3 separate regions of the Mus musculus genome follow, and regions 1 and 3 are each linked to region 2. A link is a contact called in public HiChIP or PLAC-seq and Micro-C data. All regions are on one chromosome and are shown on one strand. Each heading gives the region's core, a stretch centred on a gene start, on an enhancer-like site or on the middle of the called end of the contact. The rest is flanking DNA. Distances are from core to core; before and after follow the strand shown.

Evidence for each region. A called contact is a pair of places that touch in the nucleus more often than the background predicts. HiChIP or PLAC-seq counts read pairs in DNA pulled down with a chosen protein or histone mark.
Region 1: a contact with region 2 is called in a FOXA1 HiChIP or PLAC-seq map of pancreatic cancer cells. The contact joins two enhancer-like sites. A contact is called at or near these places in 1 of 39 promoter capture datasets (the 3T3-L1 cell line) and 2 of 115 datasets of contacts at active chromatin or transcription factors (differentiating embryonic stem cells and pancreatic cancer cells).
Region 3: a Micro-C map of the HL-1 cell line shows a contact between it and region 2, with 3 times the contacts expected there. The contact joins two enhancer-like sites. A contact is called at or near these places in 11 of 39 promoter capture datasets (the 3T3-L1 cell line, 3T3-L1-derived adipocytes, cranial neural crest and 4 more), 2 of 15 datasets of contacts at CTCF or cohesin (the NIH/3T3 cell line and large pre-B cells), 14 of 484 Hi-C or Micro-C datasets (the C2C12 cell line, the HL-1 cell line, Sertoli cells and 9 more), 2 of 115 datasets of contacts at active chromatin or transcription factors (the 3134 cell line and large pre-B cells) and 1 of 9 other capture datasets (embryonic stem cells).

What each region holds. Positions count from the first base shown.
Region 1 is chr7:89,771,149-89,775,378 of GRCm38.p6, reverse strand. All of the region lies in intron 3 of Me3 (malic enzyme 3, NADP(+)-dependent, mitochondrial), which reads right to left. Among named protein-coding and RNA genes, the nearest start is that of Ccdc81, 130 kb to the left of the region's middle. Within about 2 kb of position 1,913, at least 76 of the 459 cell types and tissues checked have an H3K27ac peak or open chromatin away from gene starts, as enhancers often do. A contact at or near this core is called in pancreatic cancer cells, where this site is marked.
Region 2 is chr7:89,608,590-89,613,124 of GRCm38.p6, reverse strand. It overlaps the pseudogene Gm2546. Among named protein-coding and RNA genes, the nearest start is that of Me3, 22 kb to the left of the region's middle. Within about 2 kb of position 1,749, at least 32 of the 459 cell types and tissues checked have an H3K27ac peak or open chromatin away from gene starts, as enhancers often do. A contact at or near this core is called in the HL-1 cell line, the NIH/3T3 cell line, granulosa cells and 1 more, where this site is marked.
Region 3 is chr7:89,836,145-89,840,760 of GRCm38.p6, reverse strand. The region is part of intron 7 of Me3 (malic enzyme 3, NADP(+)-dependent, mitochondrial); the gene reads right to left. Among named protein-coding and RNA genes, the nearest start is that of Ccdc81, 65 kb to the left of the region's middle. Within about 2 kb of position 2,735, at least 58 of the 459 cell types and tissues checked have an H3K27ac peak or open chromatin away from gene starts, as enhancers often do. A contact at or near this core is called in the HL-1 cell line, the NIH/3T3 cell line and granulosa cells, where this site is marked.

The sequences.
Region 1 (4,230 bases), core at 664-3,163, 160 kb before region 2:
TTTGATAATTTAATAGACAGTTTTGACACATTCTGGTTACTCTCTTCCCCTACCCTTTCTTATCTCCTCAAACATTTGTCAAGACTCACCCCCCTCCCTAATCTGTCCCTTTCCCAGATTAATGACTTTTGGTTTACTGTGTGACTCAATTGGCCTAATCTGTACAATCATCAGATGAATATCTGTTGGCTCATGGTAGGGTCACCAGTGGGTACACAACCAATGGCAATGACTGTCCTTTCCTTGAATCTGCTAGAAGGAAACAGTTCAGCCATGATAGGTAGGGCATGCTGAGTCTCTCTTCTCTGCTCTTGTCTGGTTGCTAATGTGTCCATTCTTGTGCAATCATCTACAGTTGCTGAGAGCTCATGATTGCAGTGGCTATGTATTGCCCAGTAGAAGGCATTTTACAGTTCATTTCCCTATCTTCTGGCTCTTATAGCACAATATTCTCTGAGTCTTGGAGGGGTGATATAGGTACCTTGTTTAGGGCTAAGCACTCCACTTTTTATTTATTTATGCTTAGCACCTTGTGAACTCATAGGTCTCTGTCTTCATCACACTTCATGAAATAGAGGAGAGGCTGCTCTGATTAAGGTCAAGAGTGATAACTGTTTGGCGTTAGTTGCCAAGTTGGCCTTGGTGAAATTTCCTGGCATGGCATGAGTAGTGCCAAAGTGAGCTTGTGCAGTCTAGGCTGGCCTCTAATAAACTTATTATGTAGTTGAGGATGACCTAGAATTCCTGATTCTCCTACCTTTCCCCACAGTGTGCTGGGATTACAGATGTTATGATGCTAGGGAACAAATCCAGGATTTCATAGATGCTAGTACTCTGCCAACTAAGCTAGATCTGTTAGAGTTTCCTGAGGGTAAATGCAGGTGAAGTTTCCCCCATCTATGGAGGCCTGTGAGTTACATCTTTGTCTCCAGTTTCCATCAGGAGGCAGGAAAATTTTCTTGACGTTGAGAATTCAATTACATTGGAGAGAAAGCAAAACAAAGATAGTGTTCACTCTTGAGAATGTTATTTTTTTTTTTTGAGAAAAAGTCTCTTAACCCTTATCTTGAGGTTTTGCAAGGGAATGACCCTTACACAGGTCCTAAAATAGACTTGGAAATAAATGACAACCCCAAACAACAAAACCCATTGAAATCCATAGCATTCATTTAGACTTCTTGGCACTGAGTCCAACACAAAAGGAAGACTTAATTAAAACAGGGTCAATTGCATCAGGCAAACCTCTGCAGTGGGCTCAGGAGGAGGGACCTGCACTTTCAACTCCATAACAAAGACTCATTGTTGACAGAAAACCACCATTCCACACATTTTTGGCTGGAAGGCAGCCTGTCCTCTGAAAAATCCACAAGAAGCTATTTTTAAAGCCCATTAGCACTTTGTTAAAGTCAGCTGCATACAGGAGAAACAATCTAAGACACGTAGGAACGGGATCTGCAAACCCTGAACCCATTGGGGACTCTGCAGACCAGATACCTACAGATTGTGAAGGGAAGACAAGACCCATGGTGTGTGCGACTTGGCTGCAGTGGGAGACAGGGTGCCTACAGACAGGGCAGGTGTCAGTGGGGGGTCACTCACACTCCATTGTTGGTTGTACTTTCACTCTTGAGGAACAGTTTATTTAAGCACCCTGAAGCGCCATAGCTTATTTCCTGTACCCTGGACTGCCCATCCTGTTTGGAGTCCACTTCCCTCTGAGGTGGGACTTTACAAAGGAAGTAGATGGGTGTGTTCCCATCCCCACCCAATGGAGGGCCCCTTTCCTTCTGACCTTCTTAGATGACAGTGAACAGTGAGTGAACTTGTTTTGGGTGTGAGGCTTAAAGTCACAGGCAATGATTTTTATCTAAGTGACACCAGAGACTGGGCCTTGGAGTGGGTAGGAATTATCTTGAACTCGCACACTTAAGGTTAATCATTACCTTTAGCTGGCATGGCTTCATGTAGTATGGTTTGTGGGAAGCATAATACTGGGCACATGGGATGCAAGGACAAATGTATTTGTCTCTGGTCCAGAGGGCATTCTAATTTAGGATCAGAAAAAAAATATAGCATAATAGAGTAAATAATGAAGTCATTATTGGAGGGTTAAAGATAAGCGTAGAATACTGGAACAGCTAAATCTCAGCGTGAAAAGGTGGAGTTGACTCAGAAAGCCAATTGGCCATTTCTTTTCCTGTTTCTCCTCCTGGCTGCTATAGAATAGGTTTCCTTAAGTAGATTCAGCATTACAAAAAGAGCCATAGTGCCGCCCGCTTCCAGTGATTCCCAGGGGTGTGGACTTATGCAACTGTATAAGCACAGTATTCCGTTAGGTGGCCAGTCTCTTTTTCTCCTTCCTTGAATGTGGGTCTGGAGCAGTGAAGACAGGGCAGGAGAGATTTCCCACCAGCCATAGGCTTGTGAGATTATTGGACCTTTCTCAATCTGTTTCCCCATCTGCAAAATGAAAGCAGTAGATCGATCACATAACTACTAAAACTCTATGGCTAACTGTCTACAATCTATCAGGGCTCACATAGGTCCCTGGAACCATTGTAATAACTTGGATTTGAAGCCAGACAGACTTGGATTTTAACCTCAGATCCAGTGCAACCTGGATTGTTCATCTCTAGAATGAAGCTGGAGTCATTAAATCCACCTTGTTCGATTAAGGATATCCATGCACATCAACACAGCACCATAGCAAAACAGCTTCTTCTTTTCTTCTTCTTCTTCTTCTTCTTCTTCTTCTTCTTCTTCTTCTTCTTCTTCTTCTTCTTCTTCTTCTTCTTCTTCTTCTTTTTCTTCCTCCTCCTTCTTCTTCTTCCTTCTTCTTCTTCTTCTTCTTCTTCTTCTTCTTCTTCTTCTTCTTCTTCTTCTTCTTCTTCTTCCTCCTCCTCCTCCTCCTCCTCCTCCTCCTCCTCCTCCTCCTCCTTCTTCTTCTTCTTCTTCGTCTTCTTCTTCTTCTTCTTTTTATTAGATATTTTCTTTATATACATTTCAAATGCTATCCCAAAAGTTCCCTATACCCTCCCTCTGCCCTGCTCCCCTACCCAACCACTCCCACTTCTTGGCCCTGGCGTTCCCCTGTACTGGGGCATAAAAAGTTTGCAATAACAAGGGGCCTCTCTTCCCTGTGATGGCTGACTAGGCCATCTTCTGCTACATATGCAGCTAGAGATAAGAGCTCTGGGGGTACTGGTTAGTTCATATTGTTGTTCCACCTATAGGGTTGCAGACCCCTTCAGCTCCTTGGGTGCTTTCTCTAGCTTTTCCATTGGGGGCCCTGTGTTCCATCTTATAGATGACTGTGAGCATCCACTTCTGTATTTGCCAGGCACTGGCATAGCCTCATACGAGACAGCTATAACAGGGTCCCTTCAGCAAAATCTTTCTGGCATATGCAATAATGTCTGGGTTTGGTGGCTGATTATGGGATGGATCCCCGGGTTGGGTAGTCTCTGGATAGTCCATCCTTTCATCTTAACTCCAAATTTTTGTCTCTGTAACTCATTTCATGGGTATTTTGTTCCCTATTCTAAGGAGGAATGAAGTATCCATTCATTGGTCTTCCCTCTTCTTGATTTTCTTGTGGCAAAACAGCTTCTTGATACGTTTCAAGTTGTGCTAGACAAGCTTGTCAGAAGAGTATAGGTCAGATCCCCCCAGAGACATTGAATTTCCTGTCTCTGCTCAGAGATGGGGTGACTGCATATTCTGGTTTCTGTTTGTCTTGATACAATTATGATTTGCTTTTTCCTTTTCACTCGAAAAACTTGCTGATCTGCAGATTTAGTGCATTACATTCATTTGGATGCCAACTAAAGAAATTCAAGGCTTTTTTGTTTGTTTGTTTCAATTTTTATTATCGTTGAGGGGTGGTGGTGCTCATGTGGAGGTCACAAGGCAACTTTTGTGGAGTCTGTTCTCTCTTTTCACCCTTGTGTGGGCTCTGGGGCTCAAACTCAGGTTGCCAGGCTTTTGCAGTTGGCACCTTTACCTACTGAGATGTCGTTGCCAATCCCACCCCCAGCTTGTTGTTGTTGTTTTTTAAAGCTCATTCTTTTGGCTGTATTGTTTGAATTCTTTCCCATATAGTTCTTAAGATCCAAATAATAAGGGGCTGGAAATATGTCTTGGTGACTAAGATGTTGGTTGTTGTTCTAGGGCAATGAATGGTTCTCAACCTTCTTAATGCTGTGTCCCTTTAATACAGTTCCTTGTGTT
Region 2 (4,535 bases), core at 500-2,999:
TTCCAGTGAAGCAGAGGTAAATTGCACTTTATGCGAGTAATAAAACATAAATACACGTGCTTCCAAACACATCACAGTCAGAGATTTCTTCTAGGCATAAGAAAAATTTAAATATGTTTAAGTCTCTCCACTTTTGTACAGTTACAGTGAATATGTTAATAATGTTGGTTTTTAAGGATACTATGTAGTGAAATATTCTAATTACTTAAATTTGATGCCTTGAAATTATTTTTTTAAAGAAAGGCTTTATTACTTGCTCATTAAATTTATTGAATGCAATCCTAATGCTTCTGCATCTTGAAAATGAAATTTTGAAAAAAATAAACAAACTGACTAATAGATAAGGTGTTAATATGAGCCTGCATATACAAAACATATTTACTTAGAAGTAACGGTGTATTTCCCGCCTCAATGGGATTTTTAATAAGACACCAAGATTTTTAAGGCATTAATAAATTTCCCAAAATTGTCACATCAGCTTTTCTAAAGCGTTAATATTTTTAAACAGAAGTATTACTATAATTATGACATCCAGATTCCTTTCTTATTGCCCAGAATACTCGAAGATCATCATCTTCATGTGTTTTTGCTCTGCATGTGATCCTCTTTGATACTCTTTGCCTGACTTTGTAGAAGATCTCGTCTGTTCGGACTCAACAAAATCACTGCTTATTTACTTGAAAGAAAAGATCTCACTAATTTATAAATGCATTAATTTATAAGGAGCAAAAATAATTGAACAAACTTTGGTGGTGATCTCACTAGATCATCAATTACTCTTTACTGCATCAGCAACCTTGCTCTTATTACGTTCATGATATAGAGGCAAGGTAAGCTATACTGGATGGTCTTCTGAAAGTTCTGAAGAGACTTTGCAAATTACATATCTATTTATGGTGACTTCAGACACTGTAGAGTAATGTCAGACACTTCATGACACCTGTTATCTATTATCATTCTTCCTGATCAGTTTTATGGCATTTCCAGGCTCCCTTGAAGTTAGGGTAGGTAGCCAAGATACCAGGCTGTAGCCAAATGAATGTTACAAAAATGATCCGAGCTACTTGTAGCCTGGTCCCTGGAAACTTCTAGCTGCCACCCTCAATGTTCTTTCCTTACAGAAAAGAGCCTTGGAAGATGTATTGAAAATGGAGAAGTTCCAATATGGAAGAAACCTGGGATTCTAAATTATTACTAAGGGTAGTGCTAACATCTGACTAGTAATATTCACTGATGAGAGTATGAATATGTTTTGGCATTTTTTTAAAGAGACATTCTTTTTGTTTTTGTTTGTTTCGTTTTGTTTTGTTTTTCGAGACAGGGTTTCTCTGTACAGCCCTGGCTGTCCTAGAACTCACTTTGTAGACCAGGCTTGCCTCGAACTCAGAAATCCGCCTGCCTCTGCCTCCTGAGTGCTGGGATTAAAGGCATGCGCCACCACGCCCGGTTATGTTTTGGCATTGTTAACCTGTTAATATTTTAGTTTATGCGTTACCTTGAGAAGGAGGGTCACTTCAGTTTGTGATAACGTGCACATCTTCCTGGACAGAGCAATATCATTAATGCGTAAAACTTGCGCACAGAGGACCCACTTTCATGCCAACTGCTCATGTTTGGAATTTCTCCCTTGAGTCTTGACTCCATGCCAGGTCTGCCACAGAATAAGATGACTTTGGCTGATTAACGTCCTAAGCATTTGCCTTATGAAAGAGGCCAGTGTTTTCCAGTCTTTAATTGGTGAATCACATTTCTAGCTATTAGCGCTGTAGAAAAATATTCTTTGGTTTCTGGCATGCACTGTCACCACAGAAGAGAACCTCCCCACAACAGCACCCTTATTAGCTGATTTTTCGGGGGTGGGTTTTCTTTGAGAATGATTTGGAGGTCAGGCCGTAAGTACATAAGCAAAGATGGTCAAATGTTATTAGTGACTGAGAAATCCTCAGGACAGAATGGTGTAATTCCATAGCTAACCCATTTAATCATATAGAGTTGTAGACCTATACTCCAGATAATTTAGGATACACAGTGGATTGCTACTGTTGCTATTGTATTGACAATCAGGAACTTATTTGTTGCTGGGTGTATTGGGGTTCTTTAGAGGAACAGAACTTACAGAATACATGTATATAAAGGGGATTTAGTAGAATGGCTTCCAGGCTATGGTCGAGCTAGGCCGACAATGGCTGTCTACTAACAGAAGGTTCAAGAATCTGGTAGTTCTTTGGTAAATCAGGCTGGATGTCTCAGCTGGACTTCAGTATACACCAGAATCCCTAAGGTGTAGGCTCTAATGCCAGGAAAGGAAAGGACTTGCCAGTGAGTGCAAGAGCTGACCAGCAAAAGTTCCCTTCTTCCTTGTCTTTATAGAGTCTGCAGGCAGAAGGTATGGCCATGCTTAAAGATGGATTTCTCTTACCCCAGAAGATCAGAATTGGAAGTGGGTCTTTTCACTTCAAATGATTTAAGTAAGGAAAAAAACATTCCCAATGTGGAAATTTCTGGCTTCTTAACAACTCAATTGGGTCCTGTGATGTGTTTCTGGAAGTTGTCTTGTAAGAGGGCATGTGAGGTTTTGCTGAAAACAAGACACTTAAGACGGTGTGTGATGTTTAGAAAGAATATAAATAGAAACATAGAGTAACATACAAACAGTGAGAGGAGGCTACTGCATTGTTATATTGTGTAATGCTTGCTGGTCTTCTCATTGGTCTTCACTTTGTAGAGAGAAACGCGACCAAGAACTTCCCATGGTATTCCAGCTTATTCCAGTGAGATGATTTGGTGGAGCCTTGCTGTTTCTGCTGGATTGCACCGCTGCTATTGATTTATGTTTGGTGTTTGCTATCGAACTGGACTGCTGGTATCTTGACAATGAAGAGTGGAATCTCCCAAGAAACTAATTCTAGTTGGCCAAAACACACTTTCCTTATTAACCTTCTTTTCCCCCTACCTCTGGTTGGTGGAAGGAAAGTTGAGGCATTTAAGAACCCTAAGTAAAGTAGGTTTTGAAAAAAATCTAAGTCTATAAATCTTTCACAGGTGAACCTAGCCACTTGGGTTTTAGAAAATTCCAGATATAGTCAGCTTGACAACTGGGAATAGTCACCACAGTGAGTTCAGATGGAGCAGTCAGTCCAAACCCTGGGAAAAACTCCTGCCTTTTTCTATTCCACTGTCTCCTTACCTCTTAGAAGGAGCTTGCCTAGTAATGACAGAAAGATGTAATGCCTTTCCTTGACCTCATACATAAGGATCATGGCTAATGCCCCTGTCACAAAAGACATTAACCTGGTAGGCCTGTGACAAATACATTCAATGTTTTGTACGTGTCATTTCTGGAGAGTAAAAATCCCAGGGAGACTGTGGATTTCTGTTTAGAGTCCATGAAGAATGTCTAGTTGTAAGAGACTGAGAAGGGAAAGGCACTGAACCCCCCCTGAGATTCTTCTGCAGTACTCATTTTTGTGTGGAATTTATTCTCAGATATAGGGCAAGACCCTTTTAAGAAGAAGGGCCTTGGGGTCTATTAGCAAGGGCAGTGCAGGAATTCTGCATAGCAAGCATTTACACAGAAAACCTAGAACTGTTCCTGGGTTTCATATCTGGCTTTGGTGAGAGGAGTTCTGTGTTTATCAGACTCAACTTTGGGTAGAGGAAATCCGATTCTTATGCACTGTCTTAAGAGGAGGAGAATAACAGAAAAGGACAGGAGAAGGTCACAGCCTTCACTTCTGATGGTTTCCAACATCCTTCAATTCAAGTTAACTGTCAAAGTGCTAAACTTTGAAGTATCATTTTGTGAGTCCCACTATCCACTTTATATCTTTCTTAGGGAACACACTGTGCCCAGCTTTACTCCATTCTGATATTTTTGGTCAAATAAAATCAAGAAAGGCTATGGATTACATACATTGGAACACAGCATCTCAGGCAGCATTGGGTAGCCAAGACTGAGATTGGCCTAGAATGAGAGCGTAGGTGGCCTATTGGAAAGTGAGCAGAGATGACTGGGGTGAATATTTTGGGCCATTGTTTCAATGCAATAGCTTAGACTTCTAAGCAGACTCCAGAGAAGTAGGCATTAAGTCCTGGGCAGCTGGGGCAATGCGGGCAAGTGAACAAGAAGGCATTCACTGGGCTAGAGCTTCTTCAACAGCCCTAGAACCCTGACCTTCTTCTCTTCTGGCTCTCACGGTTGATGCTGTTCCCATCTGGAGATTTGGGTTTCTTTCTTTTTTTTTTTGTGGGTGCAGCGAACTTTATTGATGGTATTCAAGAGAGTAGGGAGGGCTCCCTAGGCCCCTCCTGTTATTATGGGGGTCTGGGATGGAAATTGTGAGGGAGATGCTCAGTGTTGGGGGCCGAGTTGGGATAGGGCCTCTCTCTTGCTCAGTGTCCTTGCTGGGGTGGGTGGTCCAGGGTTTCTTACTCCTTGGAGGCCATGTAGGCCATGAGGTCCACCACCCTGTTGCTGTAGCTGTATTCATTGTCATACCAGGAAATGAGCTTGACAAAGTTGTCATTGAGAGCAA
Region 3 (4,616 bases), core at 1,486-3,985, 230 kb before region 2:
TGGAGGTCCTAGGCAAAGCCACCTCCTGCACGGCATCTCGTTCTCAGGAACCCATGAGATTTGTTCTCCAGTTCGTTCCTCTGTTCTTTATCCTCAGTGCCTCCCTCTCTGCTGGATTCATCCCCATCAGTGCGTAAACACACTGTAAAACTTCTGTTTCTTAAAAAGAGAGCCTTGTAGTCCCAACCCAGGTCTGTACTGCCTTTTATAGTCAAGCTCTTCCAGGGGCTGAATGTGACCATGGCCTCCATTTATTTTCTTCTTTGTCTCTGTGGAATCCAGTGGACAGAAGTGAACGGCTCACCTCTTGTCGGCGTCACCGGGCAGCTCCTCCTTGTCAACTTCACTGGTTATTTCTCAGTTTCCTGTGCCTTAACCTTTTAGCAGTATTTGGCACTGCTGCCCATCACTCCTTGGGAGAACTCTTTCTGAATTTTGCTCCAGGGATATACATCTACAGGCCGTCTCTTCAGCTGCTTCTTCATAGTCACCTTTCTGGGTCTTGCTCTTAAGGCCTCACTCTGGGGCAGGGGTGCAAACTCTCTTAATTCCAGATCAGAACCCAAGAGAGAAAGCTCCCAGGGATTAGTTCTTAGATCCCAAATGATAAAACAGGAGCTTGACAAGGCAAGTTACTGTCTCCACCATTAACTCCCGTTGTCGGGTGGGGCGGGGTGGGTCAGTTCTTGGACTCTGTGCCTGGAATTTTAAAATTGGAGAGGAGGAAAATTGCTGAGATTTTTGGAGGTAACCACCCCAAGAAGTCTGAGAGTCTAGGGTTGTGGGAGAGCCTGGCTTGTGCCCACAAGTGATGCGAACTGGTTGTTCCCATTCGTGATGAAAGATAAACAAACTTTCTTATTCAGTGGGAATGTTCCATAATTACACTTCCTGCAAACAGAGGACTTGAGGCCGTACGTTTAGGAAATGGCACAAAAGGACAGGCTGAAAATATTCCTTTTAACAATCACATCTGACCAAGTTGATCTGCTAAACAGCTTTCAGGAGGAATTGGTGACAGCGACAGTAGCTGGTAGCTAGAGGGACAGGAAGAGGTGGCTGATCAAGGTCTGGCTGAGGTGCCTGTGGAGCTCTGGGTCTCTGAGGACTAAGTGGCTTCTATGAAGCCAAGCAGGCCTTTGTCATGTTTCACGGCATCCCTTTCCCACAGCAGCCGCCCACTGCCTCCATGGATTCATTTGCACGCATTGGGGGCTGAAGTGAGGCCATCAAAGGCACTGAATGCAGAAAGGGCCACAATATAGGCTCGTTCTCTAGGAGCTACCAGCGTCACTTCAGAAGAGTCAGATTTCTCTTTCCTGACACCCTGCAAGGTTTTTGAGACCACTTCAGCAGTGCCCTGTGTCATAAGGGAACTTTTCTAGAGTCCCAGCGTGCTCTAGAGCACACCATATGAAACCATGAGTTGTAACCCCACGTGGAGTCATGAAGTGGAGGTTCAGAAAAACATAGCAACCATCAAAAGCTTCTGAGTGTGCAATAATCAAAAATTAATACAAGCCAGCAGAGACACTGCAGTTTGGGGCAGATAGCAGTCTCAAGCTGAGCCCGGGCAGCTCAGGCAGCCTGGGTTGGTGTTGCATGTTAGAATGGCACATACAGTGCAAAGTTAGCATGTTTTATGTTCAGAACCAAGGCTGCAGGGAAACCCCACAATGCAAGACAGGCCGGCACTGCCAGATCACCTCAGAAAAGTGTGGGAAAGCATGGCGCCCATGGCTCCCTCCTCATCAGACTTCAGTAGCATTGCAGTCACACACTCCCCTCATTTTCGACAATGCTCTATCTTGGGTTTCAATTCCCCTCCCTCCTCTCCATCCTTGTGCACTCAAAATATTAGCATTGGGACCATGAACTAGAACCTCAGCGTGGCTGTTCCTGTACACCTCACTCCACCCCACCCCACCACACCCCCAGTTAGTGCAACATGGGTAATTTCAACTCACAGCAGTAAGTGCTGGCCTGAGAGGAGCATACAGGCTGCTCTGATACTTGCTAATCATTAGTCATGGCTGCTAAATCGCTTCAGAGGAGGGGTAAAGGATGCTCTGAGAACATATACCACTTGGCTACAATCACAGAGCAGAAAAGTGACGATTCAGAGACAGACCCATCTCTATCTGATGTCTGTTAAATATTCTGGCCCATTCACTGACACTTGAAAGTACGGAGTACCAGGCATGCAGTTCTGTGATTCCAAGCAGCAGAAAGGCAGTGAAGGCAGAAAGATCACCTCAAGTTCAAGGTTAGCCTGAACTACACAGTGACACCCTATCTGGAGAACAAACAAACAAAAAAACTGACCAAACAAAAATGTGAAGAGGTGACATAGGATATAAGCATCCTCTCAGGTGACCAGTCCTTGAAGATTTAGAAGGACTAAGAGGGTGAGGCTGGTCCTGTGCAGTGTGTTCTGGAGTTGATGAGTTAGTTTCACTATGTGGTTAGTTTGCAGTAGAGGACAGGGCCCAAGGTCACTCGATCAGCAGTATTCTGTACCTGACTTCTTTCGTGCAAGCTATCCTTCCCAAGGTCAAAATTAATCTGTCTGCAGCATGACCACTTCACTGCCCGTCCCCATTTCCTGTCTCTCTCTTCTCCCCTAAGAGCAGGGATGTTCCCAGCTGAAACAACAAAAGTCACCTGAGCCTCTGCCTATTCCAAAATTCCTGAAGAGGTTGCCAGCGATGAGTCAGAGCATTGGTAGCCCTGTTCACCAAGAACCAGCCAGCCTAGCCTGGGCTGGGGATTCCTGTGAGCCAGAGTTGGGGTGAGGACAGAGGAGGCCAACAGAAGGAAGTCTTTTTGTGCTGTGGCTCCAGACTTCAACCCCATGGGCCCCATGGGGTCTGTGACTCAGACAATACAAACGAGGTGCTTGACACCCATGCACAGTAGAGCCCATTAGAAGCTCAGCCTGGGGGTGGGGGGCTCCTGAGAACCATTGTTCCATCCTTTCCTGTTCCACTGATGTAAGAGGCAGGGCTCATGCTGAAAGCAGGCAGAATGGTGATAGCTTTATTTCCACGGGGGCCACTTTGTTCCAGTCCTTTCAGTATGTGGGTCACAGGCAAGTTCTGAGATTATTCCCATGTTTTCCTGGGATGGACTATACCTGTCTAAGCTTGTGGCTGTGTGGACAGAGGCAGAGAAGGATACTGAGACCCACTATAGACCTCAAATCCTCAACTAACCTCACTAGAAGCTCAGTCCAGGACAGGGATAGAGTGAATAGACACCGTTCATCACTTAGGGAATTTCTGCCGCTGAGGCTCTGTCTGCATCAGTGAAGGCAGTGTATCTTCCCTTGAAGAAAGACGTGGGTGTGTTCCATGCCAACCTCCTCACATTTTGATTAGTTATAAGGGTGCATGTACATACTGGGCTGTGATCACCCAAGGCTGCGATGATCTGATGGAGATCCTGTCATTTCTTGTTCTGTCTACCAGCTCTTCTCAGGAGTTCTAAATTCATGACTTCAGTCTTAATTTCTGAGAAAAAAATCAGGAAATTTCTATCTCATCTGTGTGTGTGTGAGTGTGTGTGTGTGTGTGTGTGTATCAGAATAATGAATTTAAACAAATGAATTGATTTAATTAAAAATTGTTCATTCATATGCAATTATGTATGAGCAGATATGTGGTGAAGTTGCATGATGGTCAGAAAAGAGAGGCTGCAAAGCAGGGGCCAGCATGGCCTTTCTCCAGGGAGAGGTGGGATGATGACTGTGTCGTTTGTACGTGCAGATATCACGTACCACTCTTACTACAATGTGCCAATCATTGTGTTGAGAACTGGGGATCAAAAATAAGTAAGCCATGGTTCCTGACTGCAAAAGCTGATGTTTAGGGAGAGGCAGAGAATACAACAGAAGCATCTAAAGTTCACCGGTTTGGATATGATGCACTTTTATAAAGCTCACGTGTTGAAACATCGTTGGCCCTTGGTAGATCCAGTCATTGAGAGGTGATTGGATCATGAGAGTTTTGATTCATCAGTGAGTTCATTGATGGACTCAGAATCTGAGGATGATGCTAGAAATGATGAAAATTAGGAAGCGGGGGCCGGTTGGAGAAAATGGTTGCCAGGGGCATGCGTTTCAAGAATGTATCTGGTCCTGAGACCATTTTGCTCTTTTCTCATTACTTTCTGTTGCCATTGAGCAGCTCTGCCCCAACTCCTGCTATGATGCTCAGACTCACCAGAGGATCATGGACAGAAACCTCTCAAACAGCAAGCACAAGAAATCTTGCCTTCCTTAAGCCGTGTTCTCAGTTATTTGTTACAGTCATGTAGAACCAATCGCTGAGAGGTGAACGTGATAACCACCACACCACTCAGAATGGACCAGTGTAAGAACAGATGGCGAAGAGCACCTGCATAGGTACCCAAACCAGACCATTCCCGGGCAGGCCACCCATTGAGCTGAGCCTTGAAGGACAAAGGAATTCCTCGGGACCAAGGTGATGGGAAATAGCTGGACATGGTGGCACTCAGCTGTACCTCCAGCACTTGGGAAGTAGAGGCAAGAGGAATAGACATTTGAGAGCAGGCTTGGCTACAAGAGACTGTTTAAAAACAAAAAACAAAACAAA